2 separate regions of the Mus musculus genome follow, and region 1 is linked to region 2. A link is a contact called in public promoter capture Hi-C data. All regions are on one chromosome and are shown on one strand. Each heading gives the region's core, a stretch centred on a gene start, on an enhancer-like site or on the middle of the called end of the contact. The rest is flanking DNA. Distances are from core to core; before and after follow the strand shown. Region 1 overlaps Ccm2 (cerebral cavernous malformation 2). Region 2 holds the start of H2az2 (H2A.Z histone variant 2).

Region 1 (6,802 bases), core at 3,084-5,583, 140 kb after region 2:
CATTAGAATTCCCATGTGATTATAGCCATATCAGAGTACTTTGTCTTAGCACTTGACATACAAAGATAGGAGGGATAGCTAATGATCCAATATCATATTGATATGATCCAGTATCTTAGTTAGGGTTACTGTTGCTGTAATGAACTGCTATGACCAAAGCACCTAGGAGAAGAAAGGGTGTCTCCACTCACTCACACTTCCAGGGAACATTCTCCACTGAGGGAAGCTAGGGCAGCTCCTGCAGGCAGGAGCTGATGCGGAGGCCACGGAGGGTGCTGCTTACTGGCTTGCTCCTCATGGCTTCCTCAGCCTGCTTTCTTTTTTTTTTTTTTTTTTTTTGGTTTTTTTCGAGACAGGGTTTGTTTCTCTGTGTAGCCCTGGCTATCCTGGAACTCACTCTTTAGACCAGGCTGGCCTCGAACTCAGAAATCCACCTGCCTCTGCCTCCCGAGTGCTGGGATTAGAGGCGTGTGCCGCCACTGTCCGGCTCAGCCTGCTTTCTTATAGAACCCAGGAGCACCAGCCCAGGGATGGCCCTGCCCCTAGTGCGCTGGACCCACTGATGACAGTTTGGAAGGTGCCCTACAGCTTAATCTTATGGAGGCATTTCCTCAGTTGACGTTCCCTCTTTCCAGATTGTTCTAGCTTGTGTCAAGTTGAGATAAAACTAGCCAGGACATCCTGGAAGTGCTTTTATTATTTTTTTTAATTTTAAAATTTTAAATTATTTTTTCTTTCCTTTTTAAAAATTATTTTTTGCTGCTTTATTTCAGGCATTTGTTAATTAAATTTGTCCTTTGGCAGTTTCATATGCGTACATAGTATATCCTGAGCACTCCCATCTCCATCTGTCCTCCTCTGATTATTCTGTCTGCAACACTGTCTTCATTAAACATCTCTTTCCTATATTCGTGTCTTTTCACTTTGTTTTGTGACCCACTTAGTTTAACCAGGGCCCTGGGCATGACCATTGGTTTGGGGTCATCTGTTGAAAAGTGGTGGGCTCAGCAGTGGGTACACAGGATCTGTCCGTGGCCAGTAATTCAGCAGTAATGGAGTAGGGTTGGTCCCAGGAGCCCCTCCTCTCCCCATGACTGACAGTTGATGGATCCTTCTTGTACAGGGCCAGTGCAAGTATCTGAAGCCACTGTGAGTCCATGATTACAGTGAAGACAGAGTTTAGAGGATGGTACTTCACTGTCTTCTAGCTCTTAGCCCCCAACGCCCCACGCTCACCCGTCATCAACAATGTCCCCAGCCTTAGATGGGGTGGTGTAAATGTCTTTTTTTTTTTTAGGGATGAACACTCAACAGTCACTTTATTCTCGGCATTTTGTCACTGAAAAGGTTTTTTTCAAGCAAATTTTTAGTTTTCTCTCTTATTGTAGAGATACACAGGCATAGAACAGAGGGCATCTGAGGTACTCTCAAATCCAGCTCATAGGACAGGTGAGATGGCTCAGTGCATAAAGATAATTAAATTATCACAATCCTGATGGCTAGAACTTAATTCTTAGAACCCAGATGGCTGAAAGAACCAACTCTTCCAGGTTATCCTCTGACTCCTATGAGTGCCTTAGTATCATATGACTCCCTTATCACAAGCCTGAACAATGAATGTAGATATGGTATTATTTTGTGATTCTTTGTTTTGGTTTGAGTCAGGGTCTCACTATGTAGTCCTGACTGGCCTGGAACTTACAGAGATCTGCCTTCTTCTGCTTCCCAAGTTCTGAGATTAAAGACATGTGCCACCATGCCTGGTAGATAGGTATTATTACTATAACTGATTTTGTGTGTGCTCATGTATGTGTCCATGTGAATGTGGGTGCATGTGTGTGGAAGTCAGATGGCAATCTCAGATCTTGGTCGTAGCCTTTAGTCCTAAGTCAGGGTCTCTTTTGTTTTGCTGTGTACCCCAGACTCTGAGTTCTGGAAATTCATCTTTCTCACCTCCCATCTTGCTGTCGAAGCCCTTGAAGTTATTATGCCCAAGTTGATGTAGCTTCTAGAGATTTTAACTCAGGGTCTCACATTTCCATGAAAAATGTTTTTGCCTACTGAACCATCTTTCCAGCCTCTTAGACTAAACTGGCCTTGAACTCCTGACCCTGCTTTTATATCCCGAGTGCTTTAATTACTGGAATGCTCCTCCGAGCCCTGCTTGAAACACCCTCCACCCTCATTCCTTTCTTAGATATTCAGTAGAATTCACTATTGAGCTGTCTGGATCTGGGATTATGTTTAGAAAGGCTTTTAGTTTCTGAGTCTATTTCTTTTTCTTTTCTTTTTTTAAAAATATTTATTTAAGCCGGACGTGGTGGCGCACGCCTTTAATCCCAGCACTAGGGAAGCAGAGGCAGGTGGATCTCTGAGTTTGAGGCCAGCCTGGTCTACAAAGTGAGTTCCAGGACAGCCAGGGCTACACAGAGAAACCCTGTCTTGAAAAAAACCAAAAAAAAAAAAAAAAAAAAAATTTATTTTATATACATGAGTAACACTGTTGCTGTCCTCAGACTGAAGAGGGCATCAGATCCCATTACAGATGGTTGTGAGCCACCATGTGGTTGCTGGGAATTGAACTCAGGACCTCTGGTAGAGCAGTCAGTGCTCTTATCCGCTGAGCCATCTCTCCAGCCTGAGTCTATTTCTTTAGTAGACTATTGGGCCATTCAGATTGTGTGTTTCTCCTGTGAGTTCTTCCTTCTTTGGTCCATTGTGTCCACAAGCAGACATTGTATGGTGACCTCTTGCAAAGGTAAGGTGTGTTTATGGCCCAGAACATGTAGGCCACTGTAAATGGGTGCACTGAAGACTGTCTGCTTGCTGTTGCTGGATGGTGCTGATGGGAGCTGGCACACAGCCAGTTGAGTGGCCGTGCTGCCGCTTCTGTCCTGATTGGCTGGGGGCTGGGGGGGGGGGCAGTGGTCAGGACATGAGTGTGTGTACATGTGGAGAGGCCAGAGGTCAGCAGCAGATGACTCCCTCTGTTGCTGTCCATGTTAATTTTTGAGGCAGTGTCCCTTGCTGAACCTGTAGCTTGCTGATTTGGCTAGACTGGCTGGCAAGCCTTGGGCATCCTCCTGTCTCCACCTCCCCAGTGGGATTACTGGAGTGTTCTCCCTCCTGTGAGTGCTGGGTCCTCAAGCTTGCGCAGTAAGCGCTTTGTTTACTACAGAGCTCCTCCAGCTGGCCTCTGAGCTTTTGTTTAGTAGACACAGCACATTGTGGATGACTGTGTTCTTATTGAAGAATTGACTCCTGGCTGGCATGAGAGCACACACCTTCAATCTCAGAAGTCAGAGGTGGGCATATTTCTGTGAGTTCAGAGCTACATAGTGAGACCCTGTTTATAAAATGAAACAATGAAAAGAAGAGACTTCTTCATCAGCCTGTCTGCCTCTTTTATCTCTAATTTCCCCCCTGTGGTGCTGAGATTGAGCCCATGGCTTCATGAACACCAAACAAGTGCTCTACTATTAAACCCTCTCGTCCCTCTACTTTTTCTTTCTCTTTTTTGGGGGGAGTGGGGGTAGGGTCTCCCCATATGTAGTCATGACTGTCCAATGTTGGGATCAAAAGTGCATGCGCACAGCCTGACTCCCTCCACTTCTTAGTAAAGTCTTATATTTTTAAAAAAAGATTTATTACTATATCTAAGTATACTGTAGCTGTCTTCAGACACACCAGAAGAGGGCATCAGATCTTATTATGGATGGTGGGCCACCGTGTGGTTGCTGGGATTTGAACTCAGGACCTTCAGAACAGCAGTCAGTGCTCTTAATTGCTGAGCCATCTCTCCAGCCCCTAAAGTCTTATTTTATCTTTGTTGTTTAAACTACATTGGTTTTCTTTCACTGAACATTATTTCAAGAGAACTTTTTCTGTTTTCTCTTAGTCTGTATGCATCTTCATAAGCAAAATGGTTTTCTTTAGAGAGCATAGCTAGATCTTGCTTTATTTTAAAATCCAATCTAGGCTGGGTAGTTCTTGCCTCAGTAGTGGGGAAACAGAGACAGGAGAAACTGTGTTGGAGGACAGCCTGTTCCAGGATAGCCAGGGTAACATAGAGAGACCCTGTCTCAAAGCCATCAACAGTAACAATGTAAAATAAGTAACATCCAGTCGACAGTATTTGCCCTTTTTTCCTTGTGTGTGGCGTGTATAATATGCCTATAGTTTCACAGAGACCAGGAAAAGAGCATCAGGTATCCTGCTTTGACACTTTCTACTATATTCCCTTGAGACAGGGTTTCTTACTGAACTAGGCTGGCAGCCAGCAAGTCTGGTGATCCTCCTGTCTCAACCACCCACAGCACTAGGGTTACAGGCACCCATGGGACCATGCCCAGCTGTTTATATTGCCTCTGGGGATTTGAACCAAGGCCCTTGTGTTTGCACAGCAAGTGTTTTTGCTGCTAACCTATCTCCCCCTCCTTGTGAGTATGTGTGCCTTTTACTAGGATTGAAACTAGGGCCTCACGTGCTATATTCCCAGTATCCAATCTCCCTATGAATTATGTAGACCACTCATGTTACAGTTAATAGTGGTGGAGCTAGGTTAACACTTAGTACATGGTGGAGCTAGGCTAACACTTAGTACATGGTGGAGCTAGGTTAACACTTAGTACATGGTGGAGCTAGGCTAACACTTAGTACATTTAGCCTTTTTCCTTCCCTTGGTTTGTGTTTCCTTTTTTCTCCTTCACTTTCTGCTTTCTCTGGTTTTATTTGAGCATTTTGTACAGTCATGTTTTTCTTTTCTCTGACCATATCATACACATGCATACATTCGTGTAAGTTTAATTCAAATTATACTAATTTAGTTTAATGCCTTGGGATTTGCAGAAAGCATTTACAACTAACCTTGTTCCACTTTCAGACAGAATAGTCCTGTTTCATACGTAGCTATGGCTGTTTTACTACTGAAGACACCTTGAGTAACCCTTACCAGGAAAACACCAAAAGAGGTTCAGATATTGACGTTTTTCTGGCATTGGAATGTTTGTATGTTTTATGTGGAGCATCCTTGGAGATCTGAAACCCTCCACAGTTTGGGACTTCTGAGCCTTGTCTTAGTTCAGGCTTTATTGTTGTAAAGAGACACCATGACCACGGCAACTCTTTTTTTTTGGGGGGGGGGGGGGGTTTGAGACAGGGTTTCTCTGTGTAGCCCTGGCTGTCTGGTTGTCCTGGAACTTACTCTGTAGACCAGGCTGGCCTTGAACTCAGAAATTCGCCTGTCTCTGCCTCCCAAGTGCTGGGATTAAAGGCCTGCGCCACCACTGCCTGGCTGCTGTTTTTATTTTCAATCAGCTGCTTTTAGAGCAATTAAAATAAGAAAATAAAAGATTTGATTTTACCTTTATTTACATATTATTTCTTCATGTAGATCACAGATTGATCAAGTTATTTCCTATATTTATTTATTTTTATTTTGTGTATATATGAGTGCCTGTATATATATGTGTGTGTGCACCACATGTGTGTCTGGTGCCTGGAGAAGCCAGAAGGTAGCATCGGATTCCCTTGAAATGGAGTTACAGATGGTAGGGAGCTGCCATGTGGATGCTGGGAGTTTAAGACCAGCCTGGATTGTATAGTGAGTTCCAGGCCAGCCAGAACATATCAAGATATTGTCAAGAAAAAATAGAAGGGGAAGGAGAGACCTTTAGTAGTTGCTGCTTTTCCAGATGATCTGGGTACGATTGCCAGCACCCACGTGGTAGCTCACAACCATCTATAACTTTAGTCTCAGAAAAGTCAATGCCCTTTTATGGTCCCTGACTGAGGGTTTTACAGACACCATGACCATGGCAAGTCTTATAAGGGACAACATTTGATTGGGGCTGGCTTACAGTTTCAGATGTTCAGTTATTACCATCAAGGTGGGAGCATGGCAGCATCCAGGCAGATACGATGCAGGAGGAGCTGAGAGTTCTACATCATCTGAAGGCTGGTAGCAGAATACTGGCTTCCAGGCAGCTAGGATGAGGGTCTTAAAACTCACATCCACAGTGACACACCTACTCTAACAGGACCACACCTTCTAATAGTGCCACTTCCTGGGCTGAGCATAGACAAACCATAACAATCTGTAAGTGCAGCTGGAGGGAGAGGGGGACCTGTCTACAGCGTCTGCAGCTCAGCGGGTAGGAGCAGTGGCTCCTCTCTTAGACAGTCCTAGCTTTACCCTCACCATCCATATGGCGCCTCACATCTAGTGTGTAATTCTAGTTCTGGGGGTCCCCTGCCTCTAAGGGCCCCAGGCACAAGTGGTGCCCAGACACGCGTGCAAGCAAAACATCCACACACATAAAAATTAAAAAGATAAAAAAAGGGCCTGCTTCTGCTATTGTGTCATTAATTCATTTCTAAGGGCAGAGCCTTTGTGGCCTAATCCCCCAGCCCACCGTTCAGCACTTGTACTTAAGGGTTAAGTGTCAAACACGGATTTGGGGGTGCATTCAGGCCATGGCACTTTGCTTTTCCACTTGTGTACATTTGTTGACTGAACAACAAAAATTTTTTTAAAAAATTTTTAGTGGGGCTATACACAGCGCCCCAACAGGAAACATCTGCCATCTCGGCCCCTATTCTACCAAAACTAGTCTTGAGATATCATTGAAAGATTCTCGATGCCAGTTGTGAACACAGAGCAGTAGGAAATGTGGGAAGATTATCACAGCTGCTGAGACTTCAGTAAGCGCGCAGGGCTCGGGGCTGGAGAGATGGCTCAGTGCTTAAGAGTAGTGGTCCTCTTCCAGAGGTCCCTGGCAAACATGCAAGTTAAAATGCATGC
Region 2 (6,844 bases), core at 3,118-5,617:
CAGCATAACATTTCCACAGAAATTTGAGAATTTGGCTCTCCTGAGAGGAAAAACAAGCACATTATCAAAAAGTTAGGTTAACCAAAACCAAGAATGAATAAAAGTGAAGGACGTGCCTTAGAACCCAGCAATCCCACTTCTAGTTAATATACCCAAACAAGCCAAGACTCTGATGGCGCTTGTACAGCTGTGCTCACAACTGCATTATTTACAACAGCCAAAGAAATCAATAAGTGTAATGGGCCGAATTGAAGCCTTGGTTCCTAAATGGTGGAGAGACTCTTTAGGTGGTAAGACAGAAATGAAAGATATTGATGTTAATCACTGGGGTATGTCCTTATAGAGCATATTATCTATTGGTGGCTTTCTGGTCAACCACGAAGTAAACACATTCTTGCTACCATAATGCTTTGCCCAAGAATATGGGACCAAGTGAGCACAGATGGGATGATCTGAAACTATGGGCCAAAGCCATTCCTTTTTCTTAACCTTTCTGTCAAGTACTTGGTCATGGTGATGAGAAAAGTAAGTAATAAAGAAATCTGGTAGCCGGGCGTGGTTGCGCACGCCTTTAATCCCAGCACTTGGAAGGCAGAGGCAGGCGGATTTCTGAGTTTAAGGCCAGCCTGGTCTACAAAGTGAGTACCAGGATAGCCAGGGCTACACAGAGAAACCCTGTCTTGAAAACCAAAAAAAAAAAAAAAAAAAAAAAAGAAAGAAAAAAAAAGAAAAAGAAATCTGGTACAGGGAGTGGGGTGTTGCCATGACCAATTTTTGATCTGTGGCTCTTAGGCTTGCAGAACTGATTGACAGGAGGAAAGGGAAAGAGTTTGGAGATGTAGGTTATAGAAGCCCTAGGATGTTATAAGCAGAACTCAACCAACAATTTTGGTAGGGGCTCAGAAGAATAGAGAACATTTAGAAATACACAACAAAGATGATACAGGAATTCAGATGGGAACAAAAATTCTATTGGGAAACAAAATAAGGTGTTACATACCATAAACATACTCAATGTTTCATTCATTTTATAACTGTTTGTATTTTGTATTTGTTCAGGACTTTGTGGGAAGCTGAAATTAAATGTGTCACATGTGTGAATTTAGGGAGGGAATTTCAGGACTGCACAGCTCCGGACTTTGGTATTGATGTTGCTAGTTGCTACGAACAAAGATCAGGAACAAAAAGCTCAACATTTTTTAAATAAAAAAATTTTTTTAAATACTAATGTTATCCTTTTATGTGTGTGTTACGCTTGCATGTCTGTCTGTGTATGGCTGGTATCCATGGATGTCAGAAGACGGCAGTGGATTCTTCAGGACTGGCTGTGAGCTGCCATGTGAGTGCTGTGAATTAAACCTGGATCCTGTGAATGGCAGTGCTCTTAACTACTGACCTACATGTCCAGTTCAGCAGGATTATAAAAACCACTGTTGGCTACAAAAGAAATGAGTTAAGGAGATTTAAAAAAAAAAAAAAAAAGAAATGAGTTAAATTGTCAGCAAGGAAAATGTGCCTGTTTAGGAGACATTAAAGATATGCCAGAGCCCAAGTGGGTGGCAGCCTGTGTTCCTATCATTCTAGAGTCTAAGACAAGACTTTTGTGAGTAAGAGGACAGCCTGAGTTATACAGGCCAGCCTGTATAACTCAGTTAAGTTAGGCCCCTGTGATGGGGGTGGGGGTGGGAATGGAGGTCTGAGAGATCACAACATGTTAAAGGCCTACTTCCAATATACAGACTCTGGATACCTTTTTAAAAATACACCAACAAAAGCAAACCTTACAAAAACAAACAATAAATTGCTACTTAATGTAACATCTCAAACCATACATAATTCTTTTAACTTTACATGTAAAATAGTTGATGACTTAGAAATAGAAACAGAAAATGGAGATGGCTCATCCTGTAGAAGTGATTGGCACTAACCTGACCATCTCAGCTGGATCTCTGAGACTCATGTGTGGATGAGAACAGACTTTGGCAAGTTGTCCTCTAACTCCCATAAGCCCACCCATGTATATACATAATAAATACATACTTTAAAAAGTGAAACAATACAAAATTACTTATCCTAGTAATTCTGTTAGACTGGGCTAAGCTTCTCGGTTAAAAAAAAAATTTATACACGGGAAAAGGAGGGCACTGAACTATATTTTCACTCCTAAAAACCTGAAAAACTTCCTATTACTCTAATAGACACACTTTTACTTATCAATTTAAAACATCTTTTGTTTTGTTTTGGTTTTTCGAGACAGGATTTCTCTGTGTAGCCCTGGCTATCCTGGAACTCACTCTGTAGACCAGGCTGACCTCAAACTCAGAAATCCGCCTGCCTCTGCCTCCCAAGTGCTGGGATTAAAGTTAAAACATCTTTACCAAGGACAACCAATGCATGAAGGATTTTTCATTTTACGTTAATGCTTATGTACTTTTAAATGGATACTTGAAAACATATCACTAGAATTTATGAGAAAGAAAAAAAACCAAGGGCTATGAAAAATCAACTGTTTGAGCAAATTCATTTACAAAGAAATAACCTATGCTGCTTGTCAGAGCACTTCCTCATGATCACCACAGAACAACTAACTACAAATGACACAAGTTTTCTAGTTCAAAGTCTGAGAATTTTACAGTCTAAACTTGGAGACTTTCCATTAGCCAATCTATTTATAGTTGATCTATTAAATGCCTCAGATGTCATGGTCAACAATGAGACAAACTATTATTATCTACAGTATGAGAAATGATAGCCTGGGGTTGATTTTTAACTTTTAAGCAAGAAGCACCTGTTGAAAGTACCTGTCAAGCCGGGCGTGGTGGCGCACACCTTTAATCCTGGGAGGCAGAGGCAGGCAGATTTCTGAGTTCGAGGCCAGCCTGGTCTACAAAGTGAGTTCCAGGACAGCCAGGGCTATATACAGAGAAACCCTGTCTCGAAAAACCAAAAACCGAAAAAAAAAAAAAAAGAAAGAAAGAAAAAGAAAAAAAAAAAAAACCCAAAAATAAAGTACCTATCATGTGAAAATGTAGATGAAACACAAAGTAATAAAACTGATGTTACAATGGATTTAGTAATAGATTTGCTCAGGAAACATTGGCCCAAGTGAAATTTAGCTAAAGGTGGACCGCCTCTCAAACCCCTCGAAGATAAGCAGTATGCTAAGCAGGCCTGCAAATTAAAAACATGGAACTTAGGATGTTAGGAGACAACTGTTCACCAGGATGGGCCACCCAATCAGACTCATTCCCGTGACAAAGGAGACAGAACTGATCTATGACCAGCAGTTAGGCCCAGATAAAGATAAACCAGCTTGTAATTCTGCAAGGTAGGTATGATGACCCTCGGTAATAACTTTGAAAAAGAACAGTGGCATACTTAAAAATACTCCTAGCCATATGTAGTAATATGTATAAATCTATCCACTTCAGCGGTCAGACTTGCAATCTCCTGTCTCTGCTTAAATTGTTCAAAGTGTAACCTGGGACCTCAAAAGAGATGTCAGGATAACAGAGTCTGTGGAATGCACACATCTAAAATGTACATAAATTAGTAAGCTCTTCAGTTGGAGGCAGGCTCTTGCTTGAGTCTTAGCCCAGCCAGACAAGCGTCAAAGAAAAGATAAAGAGCTTTTCCTTAACTAATCTCTAAGTGCATGCAGAGAGTCCTTCTTGGGAAGGCTTACTATTTCTATAACAGCGAAAGCATATTTCAAGCAGGATACCGACAGAAATATAATTCCAAAAAGAGAGCGTCACTCCCCTTAATCTTGGTGAAACACATAGGTCTCGATTGGTTTTAGGACTTTCCCCTCAATTTCAGAATGGGGCTAAAGTTTTACTCACTTTCTTTCTTTAGAAGTCACTTTCAACTAGATCTAAACTACAGAATGAAAAGATACTTTAAGATGAAGCCAAGTAAATAAACTTCTATTCCAAAGAATAACCGGCAAGCCGCTGACGAGGCGAGCGGTTCTGGTGGGCAGGATCAGAACTCCTCCGATCCTCAGCGGGGGGCATTACGTAACCCTGAGCCGAAGCCTCAGAACTCGCAGGGCTACAGCCGGACCTCCTCTGTGCGGCGCAGCACCCGCCCCCCTGCTTCTGCCTCCCGCGTCCGGCGCGCCCCCCCAACCCCCGGCGGAGTCCGGAACAGCGGGCACTCCGGCTCCGAAGCGCGACACCGCCCACTCCCGATCCCCCAGGTGGAGCAGCCGTCCGGGGCTTCTGCGCGCCCACTCCACGCGCGACCCCGCACTCACCATGGTCTCGGCCGCGCGACGCCCACTGCAGCCCCGCGCCGCCGCCGCCGCCGCTCTCGCAGTCGGACCGCCGCAGCCAGAGCGGGACAATGCCCGGGGCCCGCCTCGCGCCGCCTCCACCAATAGCCGCTCACGTTGTTCGTTTGAACCTCGGCGGCCGGCCAATTGTACGCTTCCTTCTAGCCATAACTCCGCCCTCCCGGTGCCGCCTCCCTAACCGCTGTTTGTTTTTTGCACACGGCCCTTGGAGGTGGGCCCTCCGACCAAACATTGACACTCTCTCCGCCGCTCTCCTTGCGCGGACTTCTGATGAACAGAAGAATGAACCAATGAGAGAGGAGGAAAGCCAATGAAAACATTGTCGGCCGCACGGGGGCGGGAGGCTGGGAACAACAGCTCGGTGAACCAATAGACTGGAGCGATTCGGCACAGCTGTGCCTTTCCCGCCCATTTCAGAGCCCGCCAGGACTTCTTTGCTTTGTTTTTCTTCAATTGCAACAAGTTTAAGGGGAACGTTTAGGTAGCACAGGGTCAAATGTCTAAAGTAGAGTTACCTTTGTGCAAAAGCTATTGTGAAAATTTAGGAATAAGTGTATATCGTAGTCCGCACCTAGTTAAATTCTCTAGCTATCGCCAACCCATTCACACAACTTTAAAAGGTTTTATTATTTTTGTGATCATCAATGAGCCCGGGAGATTTGGGAGAGCCACATCCATTTCTCAGCTAGAGAAACGCACTTAGGTGAATGTAGTCATTTGCATACAGCCTTCATCAGAAGTCTTAGACTTTGTTCTGGTTCCAGCTTCAAAGCTTAATTTTTTTCCCATTAGGAAGCACAGACCAGTTGTAGGAGTTAGTTGTGAGCAAAATAGTTTTCTACGGTTTTTGTTGTTGTTTGTTTGTTGTTGTATTGAGACTTCGTTCTTGTGGTAGGATTTTTCCAAGCCATTGTTTTAGAAATTTATCTCCAGCTAGACAATACCTGTCTCAAAATTTGAATTGTTTCTTTTGACAGGGACTATAGCTCTGAGATCAACCTCCATCAGAAGAAGCAACTTGGAGCAGGTCTTTATGAAAAAATAATTTTAATGCTAAACGAGGAAGGGATGAACTTCTAAATGAATTATTCATTTAAATATATGGACAAGTACTTGAGGGGAGTGGGTGGGGTGGGGTGGGGTGACGTCTTTGATCCGAGCACTCAGGAGGCAGAGGCAGGTGGATTTTTGCGTTCCAGGCCAGCCTGGTCTACAAAGCAAGTTCCAAGACAGCCAGGACTACACAAAGAAACCCTTTCTCAAAAACAAACAAACATGGGGCTGGAGCGGTGGTTCAGTGGTTCACTGACTGCTTGTCCAGAGGTCCTGAGTTCAATTCTCAACAACATGGTGGCTCACAACCATCTGTAATTGGGTCTGTTGCCCTCTTCTGGTGTGTCTGGAGTATAGCAAGTGTATACACACACACACATAATCTTTTAAAAAAAGATATGAAGATATGGACAACTGTGAGTGGAATGAATGGAATAATGTGTTCAGATAACAGAACCCTGTGTTCAAGTTTGGAATCAGTTCCCCAGGCAATACTGTAATCAAATGATAATGGTCTTACCAGTGTACCAACCATTATACTTCTAAGTATTGAATTCCCTACATTTTCTGACCCCTGCTCACCTTGTCTTTTATCACTTCCCCCTAACACCTTAAACTCCACTCTCCCTTTGCACACCTTTTTGCCTTTTCTTAAAGCAGTCCTCTTGCCTTGCCTCACTTAAGCATCCTTTAAGAGTAAACACAGCTAGATCCGGTAGGACACACCTGTAATCTTAGCACTTAAAGACTGAAGTGAGCTCTTTCCGAGCTGCTAGCTCTCCTGCGAACATGGTGAACGTGCCTAAGACCTGCCGGACATTCTGCAAGAAATGTGCAAAGCACTACCCCACAAGGTGACACAGTACAAGAAGGGCAAGGAGTCTTTTATGCCCAGGGAAAGCCGCGTTATGACAGGAAACAGAGTGACTATGGTGGGCAGACTAAGCCTATTTTCCACAAAAAGGCTAAAACTACAAAGAAGATTGTGCTGAGACTGGAGTGTGTTGAGCCCAACTGCAGATCTAAGAGGATGCTGGCTATTAAGAGATGCAAGCATTTTGAATTGGAAGGCGACAAGAAGAGAAAGGGCCAAGTGATCCAGTTCTAAGCAGATTTTGTTATGAAGGCAATAAAATCCTGACCTTTCAACCCCTTTGATTGCAGTTGTTCTTTTGGGAGGGAATAAATTAAAAGCTTTCAGAAATTAAAAAAAAAAAAAAGACTGAAGCAAATGTCACAAGTTCAAGACCAGCCTGGGTTACATATATAGAGACTCTGTCTCCAGGAAAGACGAAAGAGCTTACTGCAGACAGTTTTCAGGACATCTTTCATTGACATCCCAGTCAATGTCCCCTTCTGTGTGCCTATAGAACACATTATATATTGTCAGGGTCTCCACCAGTGTATAGAATTCCTTCTTAGGTTATTCTTTGCCTAGTGTTCTAGAAATGTCAGTTGACAAAGGGAAAACGTTTTAAATCACCAAGGTAG

Evidence for each region. Promoter capture Hi-C pulls out the DNA fragments that hold promoters and counts their contacts.
Region 1: a contact with region 2 is called in a promoter capture Hi-C map of pre-B cells. The contact joins the enhancer-like site here to the promoter of H2az2 in region 2. A contact is called at or near these places in 5 of 39 promoter capture datasets (the 3T3-L1 cell line, the C10 cell line and pre-B cells), 5 of 484 Hi-C or Micro-C datasets (the CH12 cell line, bone marrow-derived macrophages, induced germline stem cells and 2 more), 5 of 115 datasets of contacts at active chromatin or transcription factors (the SCID.adh cell line, bone marrow-derived macrophages, craniofacial prominence and 2 more) and 3 of 9 other capture datasets (adipose tissue, liver and pancreatic islet).

What each region holds. Positions count from the first base shown.
Region 1 is chr11:6,577,413-6,584,214 of GRCm38.p6, forward strand. All of the region lies in intron 2 of Ccm2 (cerebral cavernous malformation 2), which reads left to right. Among named protein-coding and RNA genes, the nearest start is that of Nacad, 25 kb to the right of the region's middle. Within about 2 kb of position 4,334, at least 25 of the 459 cell types and tissues checked have an H3K27ac peak or open chromatin away from gene starts, as enhancers often do. A contact at or near this core is called in the CH12 cell line and pre-B cells, where this site is marked.
Region 2 is chr11:6,440,076-6,446,919 of GRCm38.p6, forward strand. It overlaps H2az2 (H2A.Z histone variant 2), which reads right to left and starts at 4,368. Exons shown (of 5, transcript NM_029938.1): 1 at 4,262-4,368. The coding sequence starts at 4,264. It also overlaps the pseudogene Gm11970.